2 separate regions of the Mus musculus genome follow, and region 2 is linked to region 1. The links are chromatin contacts, called in public HiChIP or PLAC-seq maps. All regions are on one chromosome and are shown on one strand. The core of a region is the stretch at or near the end of the contact, and the rest is flanking DNA. Distances in the headings are between cores, read along the strand shown. Region 1 overlaps Rab10 (RAB10, member RAS oncogene family). Region 2 overlaps Kif3c (kinesin family member 3C).

The links. HiChIP or PLAC-seq counts read pairs in DNA pulled down with a chosen protein or histone mark.
Region 2: an H3K27ac HiChIP or PLAC-seq map of trophoblast stem cells shows a contact between it and region 1, with 9 read pairs. The contact joins two enhancer-like sites. A contact is called at or near these places in 2 of 15 datasets of contacts at CTCF or cohesin (the NIH/3T3 cell line and stem cell-derived epiblast-like cells), 27 of 484 Hi-C or Micro-C datasets (the AML12 cell line, the C3H10T1/2 cell line, the Patski cell line and 13 more), 10 of 115 datasets of contacts at active chromatin or transcription factors (bone marrow-derived macrophages, embryonic stem cells, extraembryonic endoderm stem cells and 3 more) and 5 of 9 other capture datasets (adipose tissue, bone marrow-derived macrophages, embryonic stem cells and 2 more).

What each region holds. Positions count from the first base shown.
Region 1 is chr12:3,260,800-3,267,030 of GRCm38.p6, forward strand. It overlaps Rab10 (RAB10, member RAS oncogene family), which reads right to left. Exons shown (of 6, transcript NM_016676.5): 2 at 3,890-3,950. Among named protein-coding and RNA genes, the nearest start is that of Rab10os, 28 kb to the left of the region's middle. Within about 2 kb of position 3,867, at least 31 of the 459 cell types and tissues checked have an H3K27ac peak or open chromatin away from gene starts, as enhancers often do. A contact at or near this core is called in bone marrow-derived macrophages and trophoblast stem cells, where this site is marked.
Region 2 is chr12:3,387,982-3,393,461 of GRCm38.p6, forward strand. It overlaps Kif3c (kinesin family member 3C), which reads left to right. Exons shown (of 8, transcript NM_008445.2): 3 at 154-276; 4 at 1,642-1,760; 5 at 2,457-2,573. Among named protein-coding and RNA genes, the nearest start is that of I920046F24Rik, 25 kb to the left of the region's middle. Within about 2 kb of position 3,085, at least 53 of the 459 cell types and tissues checked have an H3K27ac peak or open chromatin away from gene starts, as enhancers often do. A contact at or near this core is called in bone marrow-derived macrophages and trophoblast stem cells, where this site is marked.

The DNA of each region.
Region 1 (6,231 bases), core at 2,617-5,116:
GTTTTTTGATGATAGCCATCCTAGAGGAGTTGAAGTGGTAGTATTGTGGTTTGGATTTATGTTTCATTTCTGTTTGTTGACAATGTTGGATATCTTAAAAGTATTGACCATGTAAACATAGTTTTGTAAAAATGTATTAATATCTTTTGCTTATTTTTAAAATGTATTTATGTATTTTGTGGGCACTTTGCATGCACAATGTTATTAGAAGAGGGTACTGGGAGGATTCAGCAGCAGTGACTGGCTACAAAGCTCATGGAAGCAATGCCAAGACAAGGATACCAAGATCCTGGAGGATCGTCCTATTTGTATAGCAAAATCTTAAACACTGAGCCAGCTTTCACCCCTAAGTGTGCCAGTGCAGGAGCAGATATAATGGCAAGCAGACCAGGGTCAAGACAGTCTCCACCCCAAAAATGAACTGTAACAATTACGCTGGTCAGGATGTAGAGGGCTCCACTAGCCACTGTCAACTACAGTTATTCTGCTGGCCAACATGCCCATCATCCTGAGCACCCTCTGGTCTTCTGCAGGGAATCTGGTCACCACCCAGAGGGAATAGAATCGTCTCAGAACTAGTTCTCTTCTCTCATGTTAATCAGACATGCTTTGAAGCACTTTATAACTAAACACGAGAAAGTAACAAGAGAGAATCAGGAAATTGGAAATAAGAAAGACCGAGATTATTATTCAACTCCTTTGCTTTGAGTCATTTGAAGAATTTAACTGAAAACCTTGACAGCCAAGGCAAGAAGGGAGAGGAAATATTGGGCAACTCAGAACAAATTACTTTTCCCCCTAGAAGTTGAAAGGAGAGGATACTTAAGTAATTATTTTTCATAAAACTCCTTCTTGTTCTGTGCGGGAAGCGGGTGCGGCCGCATGGGCCAAGATGCTTACTGCCTTGCCTGAGCATGGGCGGGCTGCCTGCCGGGCTAGTCTATCCCTCGTGATTGGTGACCGACCTGAGCTTGTGCTTGGAGCGCAGGCGCGCGTGCGTGTGTGTGTGTGTGTGTGTGTGTGTGTGTGTGTGTGTGTGCGCGCGCGCACGCGCGTGTGCGCGTGTGCGTGTGTGAATTCTGATTGGATGAGGTGGGGTGGAGCTAAATGAGGTCAGTTCGCCTCGAGTACAGGAGGTTTGTTGTTTAGCCCTTGCCCTAAGTAGAAGCTAGTTGTAGTAAGAGAAACTGTTGTAAGGGGAGTTGTTGTAAGAAAAGCTGCAAGAAGGAGAACAAGTAAAGAAGCTGTTGCATGAACCCGACTTGGTGTCCATGTCATTCGTGTCTCTCTGGCTCGAAGGACCTGTAGCATTCTGATTGTTAATATACAAAAATACTAAGAATGGTAGAGGATAGGGGACTGGGAGGAGGTGGGCAGTAATCAGGGTGTAAAGTGAATGAATGAATGAATCAATAAATTAATGAGAACAAAGGAATAATGGACATAAAACATGTGACTACAAACATCGTGTGTATTACATAGTTTCTTCTTTTGGTTTTTGAAGACACAGCCTCCTCCATTCCCATTTATCCCTGCTTGTCTGCAAACTTCCACCCTCTTCCCTTTCTAGAACAGTTCCTCATATATTGATGTATTTTCCTTACTCTCTGAGGCCTTCTATCACCCCATTATTTAAAATTGTTCCTTCTTGTCTTGACCCCCATTTGTCTGCAAACTTCCACCCTCTTCCCTTTCTAGAACAGTTCTTCATATATTGATGTATTTTCCTTACTCTCTGAGGCCTTCTATCACCCCATTATTTAAAATTGTTCCTTCTTGTCTTGACCCCCCAGCACCACAAAACAAAAGCCAAAAGTGCCAAAGGTCTTCCTCAACATAACAGGAACACAGGCGAGTTGGTTTGCTTTCAGGTCTTTCCTGAGGTGGTATAAACTGACCAATAATTCTACTCCTTTAGAGAAAGCTTCAAGTCTCCTACATGTAATGCAGCTGAAATGTGCCTTGGGAAAGTGGTGTCAGGACTCAGGTTAGTGTCTCACTATAGTTTAGGTAGCCTAAGAAACTTTCATTACTCTACTATGAATATCACCAACATTTCCTGCTTCCCCATCCCTAGTCATTCACATCACAGAGTCAGCAAATTATACACATATTTCAGGGTTAAATCTATGACTAAATTTTCTACTAAAAAGGAACACAACACACTTAGCTAAACCTACATCATGTTACCTACAGGTTTATAATGTTAGCTATGAAATATTAACATTAAAGATATTAAAATATTAATGCTTCCCAAAGAGTAATCACCATTTTGTGTTTATAGAAATTTGTTTTAATCAGCTATTCACTGTTACTTGATTTATTAATAACCCGTTTTCTTATTTTGGTGGGGGAGGCACATCATGCCAAGACACGTATGTGGAGATCAGAGGACAATTCTGGGGAATCAGGTAACGCCTTTACCATGTGGGTTCTGAGGATCAAATTCAGGTTGTCAGGTTTGGTGAGCCATCTAACTGGACCTGTTTTAAAAAAATTTGTCTTCATTTTTCAGAACCATAACACCTATTTATAGCCTCTAATTTCTGTTAGAATAACCCAGATAAATTTTTTAAAGTTTTCTATGTCCATTTTAATTTGCATACTTTATACATTTATACTTTTCTTTCTTTTTGGTTTTTGTTTTTTAAGACAGGGTTTCTCTGTGTAGTCCTTGGCTGTCCTGGAACTCTGTAGACCAGGCTGGCCTCAAACTCACATAGACCCTCTGCCTCCTGAGTGCTGGGATTAAAGGCATGTACCAGCACACCTGGCTTACATTTATACCTCTCAATTTAACTGTACCTTATCAAAATGACCTGGCTCCCTTGTTTTGTTTTTTAAACATGGCAACATGTAGCCAGAGCTTTCCTAGAATCTGCTATGTAGCCTTGAATTCCTGATCATCCTGTCTCTAATCTCCACATACTGAGATTACAAACATATGCCATCAGGCTTGGCTTGATCTGGGATGCTCCAATACATGGATTCTCACTATGCTAAGTAGCCTCCAGCAACTAAGGCAATGAGCAACATATGATGATGATAATGATATGAACACACACATGCTCATGTGCAAACACATTTAGGTGCCTATAGTTCAAAATCCCCTAAAGCTAGAGCTACAGGTAGCTGTGAGCTGCCTGATGTTGGTGCTGGGAATTGAACTTGGGTCCTCTGTAGAAGAAGGTCTTGCTTTTAACCACTGCACTATCTCTCTAACAACTTTAAACCAAGAGAAAAAGCTTCCTGCCTCACTACCTTTGCTCAAGGATAAAGATGCCTATTGTTAGTGATACTACTTTTAGAATGTCTCACACCACAGTCCAAATCTAATCCAGTGCTCTAGATTCAACCCAAAAGAAAAACTGATGTTAAATATGTGAAGAGCAATTAAACACTGCATGCTTTATAATTCCCCTTTTTTAAACCATAACATATACTTCTAAGCCTATTTTCACTTTTTTCCTGTTTTCAAAACCAAGCAGTTTTTCCCTGCCATTAGAATTATTTTTTACCAATCTAATTAGTATGATTAGGTTGTTAAAACAAAGCAAAAGTAGAATTTTCCTTGCACAAAATTAAGTATGTACAGATGAGAGAATGTTGTAAAATACTATTATTGCCAATGACACCCTACAAAAGGAGTGCTACATTCCAAGGAGTCAAAGCACTGCCCCTCCCTCAGTCCACACGGTGGGTGAAGCCCTGTGCTTTGGACACTGCTGAGACAGTTATTTTTACTTTGGGCAATAATTTCCAGTTCCTAAAAGGTCACAGGTTGCTTGTTCAGGAAGGGCAGTCTAGAAGACACTGAATAAATGGCAAAGGAGAGTCTTGCTGTAAACTGAAAGCAAATTGCACCAATACAGGAAGGAAGAATGCTTACCATATCTGTAGCTTGATCTTCTTTCCTTGTAGTTCCACTGTTTTGATCTTAAAGTCTATTCCTGTAACACAGGGAAGATAAACTGTAATTGATGCTTTACTTGGCAACAGCCAATTTTTCGAAACTCAAAATAGTTTTAAAAACTTAAATACTTAATATTTTACTTGGAGATTTTAATGTCTATTCCTTTTAAAAATTATTTTTTTAACTGTAGACAGAAAAATCCCAAGTTGCCCCACCACTTTGTTTTGTTTTGTTTTGTTTTGTTTTGTTTTGTTTTGTTTTTGACAAAGTCTAACTTTGTAGTCTTAACTTTGTGGTCTGGAACTTGGTATGTTTAGACCAGGCTAGCCTCCAACTCATGGACATCTACTTGCCTTTACCTCCCCCAATGCTGGGACTTTACACTCTTACAGTACAGAATGAACATGTGCCACAATGTATTCTGACCCCACAAATTAAATGAAAATCAATAACAAAACACTTATCTAGGAAAATTGCAAAACATTCTGAAATTCATGAGTCATAGAAAAAAATAATAAAAATTTATGGGGAAAATCAAACTAAAATGAAATTTTGTGAGACACAGGCTGGCAAGAAGGCTCAGTCAGTAAAGTGGTAGTTACATGAGTATCTTATCTCTGAACTTGCCGGTCAGCAAATCTAGCCTATCAGTATACTCCAGGTTCAGTGAGAGACCCTGTCTCAAAAAATATCATGTGGAAGCTTGTGAGATGCCTCACCCAGCAAGAGCAGTACTTTCTGCTAAGCCTGACAGCCTAAGTTCCATCCCTGGGGCCCAGATAGTAAAACGAGAAAACCATAAGCCATAAGTAGTCCTCTGACCTCCACATGCATGCCCCCTCCCTCAAATAAGCATGTAAATAAATATATTTAAAACGAAATCCCAAAACATAAGGTGGACAGTGATTGAGAAACACTAGCTACAGCCTCTTGCCTGCATACATGCATGTATACCAGGCACATACACACCTTCTTTTAAGTAGCCTGGTGGTGGTATGACCCGCTTTTAATCCCAGTACTCAGGAGGCAGAGGCAGGGGAATCCCTGTGAGTTCAAGGCCAACCTGGTGTGCAGAACAAGAAAATAGCCTCTTCTTTACTCAGGTTTGGTTCTCAGCGAATGTCAATGTTATCTGTCATCAAGCCCTAGCTAGATAGCAATTAACAATAAAAACTATTTAAAATTCAAACACCTAAAGGTAAACCAAAGTTCAGAACAAATGTACTGCCATCTTAACAAACAGATAGCCAGGCAGTGGTGGCACATGCCTTTAATCCCACACTTGGGAGGCAGAGGCAGGCGGATTTCTGAGTTCGAGGCCAGCCTGGTCTACAGAGTGAGTTCCAGGACAGCCAAGGCTACACAGAGAAACCCTGTCTTGAAAAACCAAAACAAACAAACAAACAAAAATTAGATAAAATCTAAAGGTGACTAGAACCGGTTAGGTGATCCCAGTATCTATACTGCCCCCACTGCTTCCATGACAACAGAAAGGGTGACAATTTATCAAGTACACATCATTTCTGAAGTTCACGTATTTTAAAAATCTGCAACTACTTTTTCTAGGGGAGGAATTAATATTTGAGTCTTGTGTTCTGGGGGCTGGGGGGGGGGGTGTGGGAGAAGAGACTGATTATTAATCAGACTCTCTTTCTGTCTCTTTTCATCTTTAAGTAGCCCAGGATAGCTATGAATTCTTGGGTTCTGCCTCAGCCTCCAAGTGCTGGGCTTAAAGGTATGTGCCACCAAGATTAACACACTCATTTTAATAACTAGCCTCTCAACAAAGCATGCTGGCATCCACAATCCATAATGTTCCTCTTTCTAAAATCTTGAATTTCTTTTCCCCCTGATTTTGAGTTTGTCAAATTATTATCCAATTTTTCTAGGTTGCCCTGATTCACCATAGCTAATGAAAAGGAAAAAGGAACATTTACCAGCATTACCTTTAGAGCTACAGCCTATATTTTTGTTTCCTTGGGAATAACTGTCCTAACATAACCTAGAAGACTGATTAAGACCAACGATTCCAGCTAGGCATATAGTTTACTAGTCTTAATTGATAACCCTGACAACCAATACTATTTTAGGAAATATGACTAAAGAGAATAAAATTGAGACAATCTCTAAAACCCTTGGGATAAAAATATGAAATCACTGGAAAATGTATATTTCAAATGATCTGCTTAATTCATCAAGATAAAAAGATCACCCTAGGAGCTGTAGAGATGGCTCAGCAGTTAAGAGCACTGGCTGCTCCTCCAAAAGATCCAGTTCAATTCCAAGCACCCAGGCTTACAACTGTTTATCTCCAGTTC
Region 2 (5,480 bases), core at 1,835-4,334, 130 kb after region 1:
AAGCTGTATTCACAGGGTCTGAAAAAAATGGGTCTGTGTCCACGAACAAGCCAGGTGCTACAACAGGCAGATCGAGCCAGCCCGTGTGCTCCGGTAGCCTTCCCCAGTGGGCGTGGTTTTCCCTTGTGACCCCCTTGCTCTGCCTTGCCCTAGAAACGCCGTGAACGGGAAATGCAGCAGGAGATGCTGCTCCGCGATGAAGAAACCATGGAGCTACGTGGTACCTACTCATCCCTGCAGCAGGAGGTGGAAGTTAAAACCAAGAAACTCAAGAAGGTAAGATGCGCAGCGGGTAAACAGGCCGCTGCCTAAGAGGGTGGGCCTCAAAGGCCCCTCCCCAAAGTTCAACCTCTGAGCTTGGACTGTGGGGTGGGGAGACAGCCAGGAGGCAGGCATCTGGTGCCAGGGTGTCACTTGCAGTGTACTGTGTGGTCATCCTCATGGTCCTGGCTAACTTCTCTACACTGGGAGTCACCAGTGAATCCTAGTTTTGGTAGCTGGGTCAGGGAATGCGGTGTGGCTATGGAAACTTGCGTCCAGGGAGGAAGACAAGGTCCTACACGCCACACCAAGGGACAAGAATCTGCTCACCCGGATCCTGCAGAAGTCATGGACATTTGTGACTTGAGATGGGCCTAGGGTAGGAAGTTCCAGTGTGGACTCAGGAACGAGCCCTGGGAGGCCCCAGGATTATTATTGTGGCCACTTCGAGCTGACCAGGCCCAGTCCTTAAAGCAGTTACTAGTACAGCACTCAGCGGTTAGGAGGGAAATGGGAAAGCCATTGCCGGCTCTCATGCCCTTACTTTTGAGTAGGTTACCTTCTCAACTCATTCTACCTCCAACGCTAACCGTGGATCTCCAAAATGAGACATGGTTCCATCCTTTTTAGTTTGTCTATATTTATTTAATTTTTTGGTTTTTCAAATTGGCACTGGTTTCTCCATGTAGCCCTGGCTGTCCTAGAATTCACACAGTAGATAAGGCTGGCCTCGGACTCAATATACTCACCTGCTTCTGCCTCCCAAGGTCTGGGACTAAAGGTGTGGGCCACCACCATCTGGCCTGGCTCTATTCTTTCTTTATTCAGTTATGACCTTATGACCTTTTAGTTAGTCTACATCTTATTTTCCTCACCTGTAGAAAGAGGATGTCGGGCTGGAGAGATGGCTCAGTGGTTAAGAGCACTGACTGCTCTTCCAGAGGTCCTGAGTTCAATTCCCTCATGGTGATTCACAACCACCTGTAATGGGATCCAATGCACACTCTACTGGTGTGTCTGAAGACAGCTACAGCATACTCATATAACTAAAAATAAATAAATAAATAATTTTTTTTTAAAAGGGAGAAAGAAAATGTCAGGCTAGCATGCATTCCATCAGTTCTCTTTCAGTTTGAACACTTGATGATACAGAGAGAGAGAGAGAGAGATATTGGTGAGTCCCAGTGAGTGGGAGGGACTGAGTCACGGGGAGGACAGTGGCTGCCCTTGAGATAGCCCATCCTGACGGAGTCATAGGGCTAGGCAGCCATTCTGAGTTCAGAGCAGGAAGCCCAGGCTGGGTGACGGGCCTGACTGAACTCTGCTGAGTCACACTTGTGCCTGACTGAACTCCGCTGAGTCACACTTGTGCATGTACAGCTCTATGCCAAGCTACAGGCGGTGAAGGCCGAGATCCAGGACCAACACGAAGAGTACATCCGCGTGCGGCAGGACCTGGAGGAGGCGCAGAATGAGCAGACCCGGGAACTAAAGCTCAAGTAGGGCTGGCTCCTCTTCTGGTTCTGGGTCCCCACAGTCTCCCCCATCCCTCAGGGCTTCTGTAAGAGACTCTTCGGACAGCCATATTTTGACTAAGCACTCACATGTCCATTCTTCCCCCCTTGTTTGCATTTCTGGTTGGGTTGGGTTTTTGTTTGTTTGTTTGTTTGTTTGTTTGTTTGAGACAGGGTCCTCCCACTCTGTAGCTCAAGCTGTCTTGAGGCTCAGCTGTCTTCCTGCCTCAGCTTCCCAGTTACTGGGTTAGCACATGTAGGCAGGCTTGTGCGTCTTCTTGTTTTGGGTCTAAGGTGTATGTATATGCACACCTGTGATTCAAATATGGGGGCCATGGGTTGACATTGACGATGATGATTTTGGAGACTGGGTCTCTCACTGAACCTGGAGCTCATGAGCTAGACCAGCTCTTAAGTTGTTCTACTTCCTCAGCCTGGTTTGATGGCTCCACCTCCCTCTGTCAGAGTGTCTGCTGAGTGCTAGTGGAAAATAACCCCTAGGGCCCTGGGCCCACAGTCTTTGCATTAGAAGCTGTGGTCTTCAAGTTCCATTATTGTGTGGCAATGGCATCCCTTCCACCCTTGTTACCTCCACCCCCACCCCCCCGTTCCCTCTGTGATCTCTGAGATCTCTCCCTCCCTCCCTCCCTCCCTCCATTTCTGCCTTGTACCCACCCCCAGGTACCTCATCATTGAGAACTTCATCCCCCCTGAGGAGAAGAACAAGATCATGAACCGCCTTTTCCTGGACTGTGAGGAGGAGCAGTGGAGGTTCCAGCCACTGGTGCCAGCTGGAGTGTGAGTTCCAGTGGCCGTCTGTCGGGACCTAGGGACTTGCAAGCCTCTCCCAGGGTCATGAGTGGTGAGGGGCTTGAGACCCTGTTCCAGGTCGGGTCTTGGGGAGTGGATTAAGAGGTGCACATGGATGAGTTTTGCCAGGATCTATCCTGTATGGATCACCATGAAGGAAGTGGTCAGGATGGAAAAGGAGCCTGTAAGGGGAGGGGCTTGTGGTGGGAAGCGCTTCTGTCCCCAGTGGTTAGTTCCGGTGGATACATGCATGGGCTTGTGTTGGTTGCCAGAAATTAGCAACAGTTGTTAATATTTGCTCAGCTCTGCTGTGTAAGAATACAGGCAGAAGTTAAGTCAGACATTTCTGAGCTTGTGGTCCAGAGGGAAAGATGGAGAAGTGTCATGACTGGGCACCATAGAGGCCTGCTGCAGTCTTTCTAGCTTCTCAGCTGGGTGTTCAGCAATTCCAACTGTTTCTACCCTGGAGAGCTTGAAGTCTGCACATGATGTGCAGCTGCATCAGTTAGCTGGGTGTGCAGCGCCCTCTGCTGGTAGCTGCGTAGAACGAGGCGGACCATACAAAGCGGACGGAGTGCCTCTTGCAGTGGGACCAAATCTGTATATAATGATGGAAGGATAGTACTTCTCTGGAGATTCTTTACTCTCTGTAACCTAGGGACGCTACTTCCACGGCAGGGCAGGATCCTCCCCAGAGCTGGGATCGAAGCTAGTATGAGGTTGGTAGTGTCTAAGTGCATACAACCGTTTGGGACAGGTCTGCTAGTGTACATTTTTAATCCCAGCACTGGGGAAGCACAGGCAGGATTTCTGTGAGTTTGAGTCCAGCTTGGTCTAGCAAAGTTCAGGCCAGCCCAGGGCTGTATATAGAGATCCTATCTCACAAGCAAAGCAAAGCAAAACATTATCTTCCATTACCACATACAATGGTTATTTTTAGGAAGTTTCATACTGAGAGAATTTAATTCTATTTATAGGTTATATTCACTTTTTCCAGTTCCCTAATTATATAATTTACAGATGTTTCCCTTCCCCTAGCCCTGAGATCATTATTACATTTAAATGCCTGTTTAATCTGCAATTGAGAAGGGATATTTGTTTTTGTTTTTTTCCTTGAGACAAGAGTCATGCAATGTAGCCAAGGCTGGCCTGAAATTCACTGTGTAGTTCAGGCTGGCTTTGAACTCCTGAGTTCAGTCCTCCAGATCCCTGCCTCAGGAATGCTGAGGTTACTTGTATGTGTGACATGTGCCCTGTTTAATTGAGGAAAGGAAACAAATGGGGACAGCATATGACATGTACGTATGACAGTTCCACCATGAGACCCATTTCTTTGCATTCTAACTTAATTTTATTTTAAAAACATACTTTATTTTATTTTTTTAATTGCCAACTAGTCACTTTCCTTCTTAAATTTTTATTTAAGTTTTTATTGCATTTAGCTGTGTGTTGGGAGATAGGTGAGCTTGACCCAGCGTTCATTTGATGTCAGAGGACAACTTACAGAAGTTGAGTCTCTCTACCATGTGGGTCCCAGGGATTGAACTCAGCTTGCCAGGCCAAAGCACAAGTGCATGATTTGTGTGTGTGTGTGTGTGTGTGTGTGTGTGTGTGTGTGTGTGTGTGAGTGTGTGTATGAGTGTGTGCATGCTCTGTGTGTGGATGAGAGTGTGTGTGATTTGTGTGTGTGTGTGTGTGTGTGTGTGTGTATGAGTGTGTTCATGCTCTGTGTGTGGATGAGTGTGTGTGTGTGTGGATGAGTGTGTGCATACTTTGTGTGTGTGGATGAGTGTGTGTGTGTGTGTATGAGTGTGTGTATGAGTGTGTGCATACTTTGTGTGTGTGTGTGTGGATGAGTGTGTACATGCTTTGTGTGTGTCTGTGTATGTTTGTATGTGAGTTTGAGGTAAGCACTCATGAAGGCAGGTTGTACCTGCCCCTTTTGCCCTTTTTATGTACTTGAGGCTGTCCTTGAACTCCTGATCCTCCTGCTTCCACCTCCCAAATCTGGGATTACAGGCATGAGCCAGCATACTTAGTTGAGTCAGGGTCTCACTATGTAGCCCAGGCTAGCCTTGCTCCTCTGTCTTAGGCTTCCCAGGGCTGGGATTGCAGGAATGTGCAACCTCATCTATTTGAGGCAATTCTTTAAAATTAAAAAATTATTTTTTCTCTTTAGTTTAACTTTATGTTTTATGTGCATGCGGGCTCTGCCTGCCTGTATGTCTGTGCATCACGTGCTTTCTTGGTGGCTACAAAGGCCAGAAGGTGGCACAGGATCCCTCGTGAGCCACTGTGTTGGTGCTAGGACTCCTCGGGAGGAGCAGTGGCCGGTGTTCTTAACTACCAAGCTGCCTTCCCAGACCCCACTCCTTGTTTCTTTTTAATATCTGAAAGTTGTTAGTGTTGGAATAAAGAAAATAGTTCCTCCTGCAAACCCTAGCTGAGACTGAGAGTTCACAGAGAAGCCAGGGGGTGGGCTGGTGGCGGAGGGGAGTGGTGGCCACCCCCCATCTCCCAGACTACATCTGTCCCCTTGATCTCTACTTTCACAACTGGAGCTTGGGGGAGGGGAAGGCCTTGAACATGGGTTTCTGTGAGAAGAGGGTGCTCTGGAATCTGAGGCGGTGGAAGGACCCTCCCTCCTTTCCTTCCCAGACATCTCCCACAACTCACAAAACATGACTCACGCAGGGCTGAAAACACAAAAGCTCTGTCTCTCACCACTAAAGCATTGTTCAAGTTGTGGGCTGTTTTGCTTTGCTGAGGCCTGGGATACTCTGGGATGAGAACACTGAAGACTGCACTGAGTGGAGAGACATTGTTTGAAACAAATTACCTAAGGCTGGGCTGTCCCTTAGGAAACAGCTTTTGTTAGAAGCAGCCACCCTCCCT